2 separate regions of the Ovis aries genome follow, and region 2 is linked to region 1. Evidence: chromatin contacts called from public Hi-C data. All regions are on one chromosome and are shown on one strand. The core of a region is the stretch at or near the end of the contact, and the rest is flanking DNA. Distances in the headings are between cores, read along the strand shown.

Evidence for each region. A called contact is a pair of places that touch in the nucleus more often than the background predicts.
Region 2: a Hi-C map of liver shows a contact between it and region 1, with 3 times the contacts expected there. The contact joins the promoter of LOC114114858 here to the enhancer-like site in region 1. A contact is called at or near these places in 2 of 16 Hi-C or Micro-C datasets (liver and tail adipose tissue).

What each region holds. Positions count from the first base shown.
Region 1 is chr5:29,051,382-29,055,656 of ARS-UI_Ramb_v3.0, reverse strand. No RefSeq gene overlaps it. Among named protein-coding and RNA genes, the nearest start is that of SNCAIP, 190 kb to the left of the region's middle. Within about 2 kb of position 2,361, at least 1 of the 54 cell types and tissues checked has an H3K27ac peak or open chromatin away from gene starts, as enhancers often do. A contact at or near this core is called in liver, where this site is marked.
Region 2 is chr5:29,176,809-29,180,661 of ARS-UI_Ramb_v3.0, reverse strand. LOC114114858 reads left to right here and starts at 2,266. Exons shown (of 1, transcript XM_060415690.1): 1 at 2,266-3,853. All of the region lies in intron 1 of SNCAIP (synuclein alpha interacting protein), which reads left to right.

The sequences.
Region 1 (4,275 bases), core at 1,112-3,611:
GAGTAAATGTTCTTTTAGCAGATGCCACTCTTGTAGATTTTTTTTAAATGATATGTACTAAAACTCCTGAGTTTTGAAAATATATTTTGCCTCAAGGATTTATTTACCTCTATCCCAACATACTACATCATAAAGTAACATGCATAAACTGCCAGGAACAGCTTTCTAGGGACAGAGAGGCTTAACAGGGGCCTATATTAGCAGAATATTTCCAAAATTACAAATATTTCATAATTTAAAAAAAAAATTTGATAATGGGAAGGGTGAGAAGCAACTGGATTATCATGGTCTTTCCTCTTCCAGTCTTCCATGATTTCCCAAGCTGACGTCAAAACCACCCATCTCTCAGTTCTGTTGGCACTTTCTGTTTATATCTTTGGAGACTGGGATCATCGGCTTAAGGCAGACTCCATCTGGGCCACGTGTAGAATGAATACAGTCCGAGTTTTGTGTGTGTGTGTTCTTTTGTTTGACTTGCGGTTTTTGAAAGTTTTGAATTTGTTTTGAACATTTCCAAAATTGGCAAATTTCCTGTATACATCCACTGTTCCAGTTTCTCTTGCGAAACTGGAAAGATCTGGCAATGCCCCATCCATGCTTCCACATGGCCGGAACTGCGTGGTGGCTGCTTTCTATAGAAGGAGCCTGTGCCCTGTGGTTTTCCAGCGCCTCTACAACCCCCCGTGTTACCTCTCTGGTCCTGGGGACTTTGGATACACCACCCAGACCTAAGGAATAACCAGGCCTATGGAAGTCTGCACAAACCACTCAACATGGTAAGCAGGCGGAGGTCATTGCAGAGACTCTCCCAATCAGCGCTGAATCAAAGAATGAGCGTATGGGTGTGGTCAAAGCCAAGAAGATAGAGGGAAGGTCCGCAGGCTTTAGAGGAAGTCACCGTGGAAGTTGCAGCTGGCTTTGGGACGGTCTGACTGACAGTGGCCAGGGATTCCCCAAGATGGCAGTGCTGTACAACAGCTGGTATCATGGGGGAAGGGACCCCCACGACATGACTGTGTCAGTCTATGCAGTGGCAGTTTCCTTGTACAAAAGCACCAGAACCGCAGGAAAGCAGAGACCCCGCGGGAGTTCCACCGTCCTTCAAGGGCTCCGGCTGCTCATCAATGTCACTGCTGTCGCACAAAGGGGCTCTGGCTTCGGAAAACTTCACGGTGGCCTCATTTTGACCAGCCAATCCTATCCTCTCTTGTATTGATTTGCAGTAGCTACTTTATCTCTTCGGTTAGACAGTTGCTTTCTGTGGACTGGGGAAATGCCAGGTTGGCCAAAAAGTTCACTTGGGTTTTTCCATGCCACCTTACAGGAAAACCCAAACCTTTTCGGCCAACCCATACGTTATGTTTCTCTTGTTACCTTCTAGGACCGACTGCTATATGTTAGCCAAACAGCTCGTACTCCTTTTTTGTTTTAAATTGAAGCAGCATGCTGTCTTCAGTATCCTAAGTAAGATCATACAAAAGGGCTGAGCAGTCGTGTCAGGAACTACACTGCGGTCATAGGACCTTCAGCTTGGCCCCTGCCTCGCTGTCTGCGTTATTAGCCTGGAACTGTTTGACTCCTGCCAGGCTGGAGCGTCCACAGAGTGTAAAAACTCTGTAAGCTATATATCGAAAAGCATTCCAAAGTACTGTTTGATAGTAATGGGAGTGGTCTGCGGTCTCACCTGATTACACCTGGGAACAGATATTACATGGCTATTGTAGTCTCCGTGGGATTTTGAGGTTAAAAGACTTCAGAGGGCAGATCTCTCTGAAGACTGTATGGTTTCAAACAGCAACCAGCCAGCTGTCAAGAAGGATGTGTACCTACGCTCACATAGGATTCTAGTGGAAATGAGCTCAGGCATCTATGAGAGGGAAGATTCCTCTGTTACTGTAAACACGGCTTCATCAGCCTTGCCTCTCTTTACACCCCGCCTTCTAATTATGCCCTAATTTGGATGGTACAAACATCTAACAATTCCTCCACCAACAGCTTTTCCAATTAGTGAGAAAATCAGTGGCAGATGTGAAATCCGTGGGATGCTGAATGTAAAATGTTAATTAATTTTAAAAAACTGTAAAGCCTCTGGAAAAACCTTTTCTGAGAAAACTTCGTATGGTGGCCTCATTAACGCAGACCATGAAATAGCTTTTTCTTTTATCATGCTACCCTTTGAGTCTGATTCTTAGCATTTCCAGACTCTTTCTCTTGAGTCTGAAGCTGTTTGGGAAATTTATTAACTCTTCAATCATTGCCTAAGTGAACCTGGAACTGATTACCCTGATATCTTTGACCAAGTATCTGACTGTCCTGTCTGACTCTGGCGATCAACAAGGTCCTGCCCCCTGCCCCCGACTCCTACCTTTACCACATAGCAATGTGAGAAAAGCCACAGAGTCGATGAGGGTAAATGATGAGGGTCTGGGTCTCTCCTTAGGAGTTTTATCTTATATTCCAAAAGGTCTCAAGACCCCTAAGGTTACCCCTGAGAATTTGTGCAGCAGAATTGCCCCCAAAGATGGTGTAATGAGAACAATGTCTGCTTCCTGGTTTATTGGGTTTCATGCTTTCAGGGACCAGCTGGGGACCAGCTGGTCAGTAAGTCAGTCTAGCTAAGTGGAAAAAGGAGTTACAAGACCTGACAATGGAGAGGGTCATTTTTAGTCACCCCTACAAAAAAAACTGATAGAAATTAATTCCTATGCTTGGAACCCAGTGTTGCCAAGGCGCTCACCTCATGGCATATAAAGCTCTCCTCTGAGGCAAAAAGGCTGCAACCCTGCCTGCATTTTTTTCCTGCAGCGTCCCCTGCTGTCGCTTTGGAGGATACCAGCTGGCCTTGACTTGACTTGGCTTTCTCTTCCTAACTTGATCTCAGCCACGGCATTCTTCCAACACTTCTACTAAAGTTAAAGAAGGGTCCTTGTTGCAGGGGTATAAGAATTCTCCCATTAGAACCCCTTTGATTGTAGTCACTTTTGTTTTGATTAAATTTTCCTTTTTTAAGACCTAAAAATGTTTTTTCATAGCTGGATCAGAAATAATGAAAATATTAACACTGAATGTGTTCCTCAGCATTTCTCAGACACTATTCAAAGCACTTGACATTGTTTATTATTTTTAAGCCTCTCAACAACTCTATGGAGTGAGTGATATTTGTTATTGCCATTTCACAGATGGGAAAACTGAGGCACTGAAGGTTGAGTGGCATGCTCAGATCACATAGTAAGTGGCCAAATGGGGATTCAAACTCAGATTCATCAGGCTCCAGAGTCCATACTCTGGGCTGGAAAACTAGACAAGGGACACTTCAAGTTATATTCGAAGGCTCCTTCTGATTGCTGATTGTGTCCCTAGACTCACTGGATGTGTTCTCCCTCTCTCATCAGGGTGATGTTTTTCTGTGTAGAGGTGCAGACCTCTACAGCTGGAGAGGGAGCCCTTGCTTGCTGCATGCCCCTCACCACCCTCAAACCCTCCCTCACCAGAGATACTCATTCCTGGGGTTTGGCCCCATTATTCCCAAATGAGCTCTGGGCCTCAAACAAACAGAGCACCAGTGGCTCCCTTCCAAAATCCTTTAGCACAAAGAAAGAGGTGGATTCTTCCCACTGATGCCCACCCCACCCCTTCCCTGAGTTCTTTCATATGTTTCAAAAGACTCTTCCTTTTATTTACATTTCTTATTTTCTTTTTTTTTAAATGTATTTATTTTTAATTGTAGAATAATTACTTTACAATATTGTGTTGATTTCTGGCATGCATCGGCATGAATCAGCTATAGGCATACATATGTCCCCTCCCTCTTGAGCCTCCCTCCCACCTCCCACCCCATCCCACCCCTCTAGGTTGTCACAGAGCACCAGATTTGAGCTCCCTGCATCGCACAGAAAATTCCCACGGGCTATCTATTCCGCATATGGTAATATATATGTTCCGGCGTTACTCTCTCAACTCATTCCACCCTCTCCTTCCTCCGCTGTTCTTTAGGTTTCCATCTCCTTTGCTGCCCTGCAGTTAAGTTCCTCAGTGACTCTTTCCTTTAAAAGCTTCCTTTCATGTTGGCTGTTGACTTGGGTTGTACGTATGTGTACAAAGGACCCCACACTTTGGATCTCCAGGACATGGCGGGGGACTTTTGCCTTCTGTGTGAGTGAAAGTGTAAGGGGATTTCAAAGAGAATGGAGGCAGGTTTACAGCCCTGAAGAGCATTACAACTGATGAAACTACTTGGTGGGACTTCGAAGTCCGTTGCCATTGTGTTCTGATCCT
Region 2 (3,853 bases), core at 1,017-3,516, 130 kb before region 1:
ATGTTCGGATTCCCGCAGACAAACTTGGCCATTCTCACAGGCTGCCCTAGAGAGAGAGGTCCTGTGTAGGCACTGCCTGCTCCACTTTACTTCCTGCTCCTGCAAGCCTTTCAGCCTCAGACATGGGGGCCGCTCTTCTCGGCAATGGCAGCTCCTAGCCTCCTATGTTCTGATAGAGAGGCTCCCCCAGCTTCTGCCCACAAAGTTTCCCCATCCTGGGCCCTTTCTTTCCACATGCAGCAAGGAAAGACCCTCACCATGGTCCTCATTCCAGCAGACTGTTTCTTCACGGCCTGGTTCTCCAATTCTCTCAGCTTTCTCTGCTACCACTTTTCTTTCAGCTTTGAATCCAGTATTTGTCCCCCTTCCCACTCAAGGCCCTGCCCACCCCTGTTCTGTGGGGCCCCGTAACCCTGGTGGGACTCATGATTCAGTCAGGGATGACTGAAACCAAGCAGGCAAGTTCCTCAGCTCTATTGAAGCTAGCAATTCCTTTTCAGTTACTGAGAGGATTTGAGGAGGGAACATATGCAGAGGGTCCAGCTCAGTGCCAGGCTTAATCAATCTGAGCTCCCTTTCCCCACCAGAGTGGCCTGGAGCTCTTACCCGCATTTCCCAGCACTTAGCACACTAATATAATTAGCAACATTAGTATATCTAAAAGGCAATTACCATTTAATTGCTCTGGTCCCAGCCAGCCTGAAGTTGCTCTCCAGTCACTTCCAATTTGGAGCTAGGGTGTTTTCAGTCTTACCCAGGCCAATCACAAAATCACTGCCTTGGAGAGAATTGAAACAACCTACAGGCAGCCATTGATTACTAGATAAAGGATTTGGTAATTTCCTCCATTTTGTTCTATATAAAAATGCAAATATCAATTTGTTCCTGGCCACAGACACCTTCAAGCAGCATCTTTCTGTGACTTAGTGAATTATCCTGCTTGGCAAGAGCAGCGCCACCCTCCAGAAGGTTCTGTGTGCCCTTCCCCCATACATGCTATACTGATCATCACAAGAAATCAGTGCCCTCCTGTAGATCCAGACTTAGAATCAAGTTTCAGGCATCTCTTCTTAAAAGACATTGATTTGTATTACATACTCAATTTAAAGGAGTAAATGCCCTTCCCTCAGCCTGCAAGATTTGTTTATCTTAGCGCTACTGTGAGAACTTAATGCCCAAATGAAGGCAGCGTGTTTTATTTCTTCTACTCCCACCCTACACTGCATAAAGTTAACAGCAGCCTCTAATCATGAGGAACCCAAAGTAAATACTCTGAGATTTCGAATCCAGATCTTTGCTATTAGAATCACACATGTGCGTTTGAGGAAACCTAGATTGCCTTAAGCCACACGGAAAGCATTTACATCTGAGCCACTTTACATGTGATTGCAAGTTAAAGTAAATTCTAAATAACTTTAGCAGTTTGCGATTTGGAAAACAGCCTGGGCCATATAAATTCTCCTTTAGTTCTTTTTCTGTTAAATCTTATGCCAAAGTAAATCGAAGCTGTAGAGAACCTTTGAACTCCTCAGTTCTCAAATGACCTCAGTGAAGTTGGATTGGCAGAGCCAGTGTTTAGTTTCCAAAGGAAACCGTTTTTTGTGTTTTTTTTTTTTTTTTCCTTTCCTCCTTGAAATGTACACAGGACAGTTACCTTCCTTAAGGGAGGATGCAGTCCTTGGAGGAAGAGGATAATAGGTGGGCCTCCTGGGCCCCCCTGCTCTGGGCCCTATTCCTGCCTCTCAGAAAGGGGCTTTCTGCCGTCAGCGGCCCATCACTGCAGTTCTGGAGGAGCCTTGGGGTTGGTACCCAGGTTTCTTAACACCTCTGCTTCACAAGTCAGTCAGCTTTGCTTTCCCCCTTCCCTTTCTCTTTCAAAAAGATCTGTTGAAAGCAAAAGGTCTGAGGTTCTGTGCCACCTCTTCCTGCTGGGTCTCCACGCTTCAGTTTCCTTTCCTATGAACTGGAGATTAAAAATGGATCTGGCCACAGGGAGTCTTCTGTTCTCTCGAGTGTTTTATTCTTGTGCTCATGACCACACAGTTCATCACATTGTATTATTCATGATTTATTCGTTATTAGTAAATAATTTATTTAAATTTATCTTGAATGGTATATACGTGTGTATGTATATATATAATAGGTTTGAGTGTGTGTGTGCTGATTCGCTTCGGTTGTATCCAGTTCTTTGCAACCCCACGGGCTGTCGCCCACCAGGCTCCTCTGTCCACGGGGTTCTCCAGGCAACAATACTGGAGTGGGTTGCCATGCCTTCTTCCAGGAAATCTTCCCGACTGCGGGATCGAACCCACATCTCTAATGTCTTCTGCTCTGGCAGGCAGGTGGGTTCTTTATCACTAGCACCACCTGGGAAGCCCCATACATGTAATATAAATAATATATATTAACATAGCCTTAAACTTCAGTGTGTTCTTACGACTAGACCGCACACTTCTTGAAGGCAGGGACAGGGGCCTCCATTTCTGTGCATCACCATTGGAGTCCATTGCTGACCTGGACACACAGTAGTTCTCGGTAGACAAGTGAGGCAGCCTTAACAGAGGTGCCTCCTTAGCCATATTGTGCCATGGTTACCAAAAGCGTTATCCATCAGTCAAGACAACATTTACAAAAATCAGTTTTACTCCTCTTATATTTTAATGTGTGCTATTTTTAATAGACACCCATCAAGATATATAAATAACCTTGAAGGGAAAAAATGACATTTATATTTTACACTTTTGCTGTGCTGCCAAGGAACATATTACATGTTTGCTAATCCTTTGAAAAACAAATGTTTATGTAAGCCTTTAGAGAAGGGGGTTTAAAAAACATTTTTACCCTTAGCCCTCGGCTCTAAGAGTATTTGCCATAAATTGTTACTATGTCAGCATATTTGAAAAATAGCATCACATAGACAATTTCTTAATTCCCTACCACAAAATTAAATCTTAAGGTGGCTGTATGTTGTCTGCTATTTAGGGTTGTTTTTCAAGAATCTACAGACTCACTCCAGGTGGTCATTGTGTCTCTGCTTAAATATGGTCAGGAATGGGGGCCTCACTTCTGCTGGTATCAACCCTTTTCTCTTTCATGTAAGGCATCTTAAACTGGTGTACAGAATGTTTAAAGATCTTTATGATATTCAAAAGTGTAAATGCCCTTAAGGTATGTTATTATTATTGAAGGAGAAGGGAGAAGACTGCTATCCAAAAAATCTACATGACTTGTGTATTATAAACCCAAGAAAACTCTTACCAAGAGGTGCATATTATGGGCTCTATAGGTTGGGTGTACCAATTATAAATGATTAGGAAACTATCAAGGACTGTCAACAGGAAACCCGCATTCTGACAGCACTGTGGAGAGGTGGTGGTGAAGAACCAGTGGTTTCAGAATCAGTCATACCTGACTTTGATTTCTGTATCTATTCCTTAGCAGCTTTGAGCAATTTGCTTTCCTCTCTGGTCTTTTACTTTCTCATTAGTGAAATAAGAATGATATTAAGGATTAAATGAGATCACATTTATAAAGCAGAACACCAAAACAGGGTTTGGCCCAAATTTATGGTAAATAAATGGTAACCAATATGAGCAATATTATTGTGCTATTACTGTATTATTGTTTTTATAAATTCAGAGGTGCCTGTTTGATTGCAGTTGACACTGAGGTAATGGGTGTTTCTTAAGGAAGAAAAATGTCGTGTGGGGACTCTGAGTTGGCTACCTGTCTTAACAGCCAACTGGGGATAAGGAGTTTAATAGGAAGTGTCAGCCCCCAAGCTTACCTCCCTTGGGTGGAATTGTAAGGTCCAACTTTCCTACTTGTTAACACTGCTATAAACCACTTACAC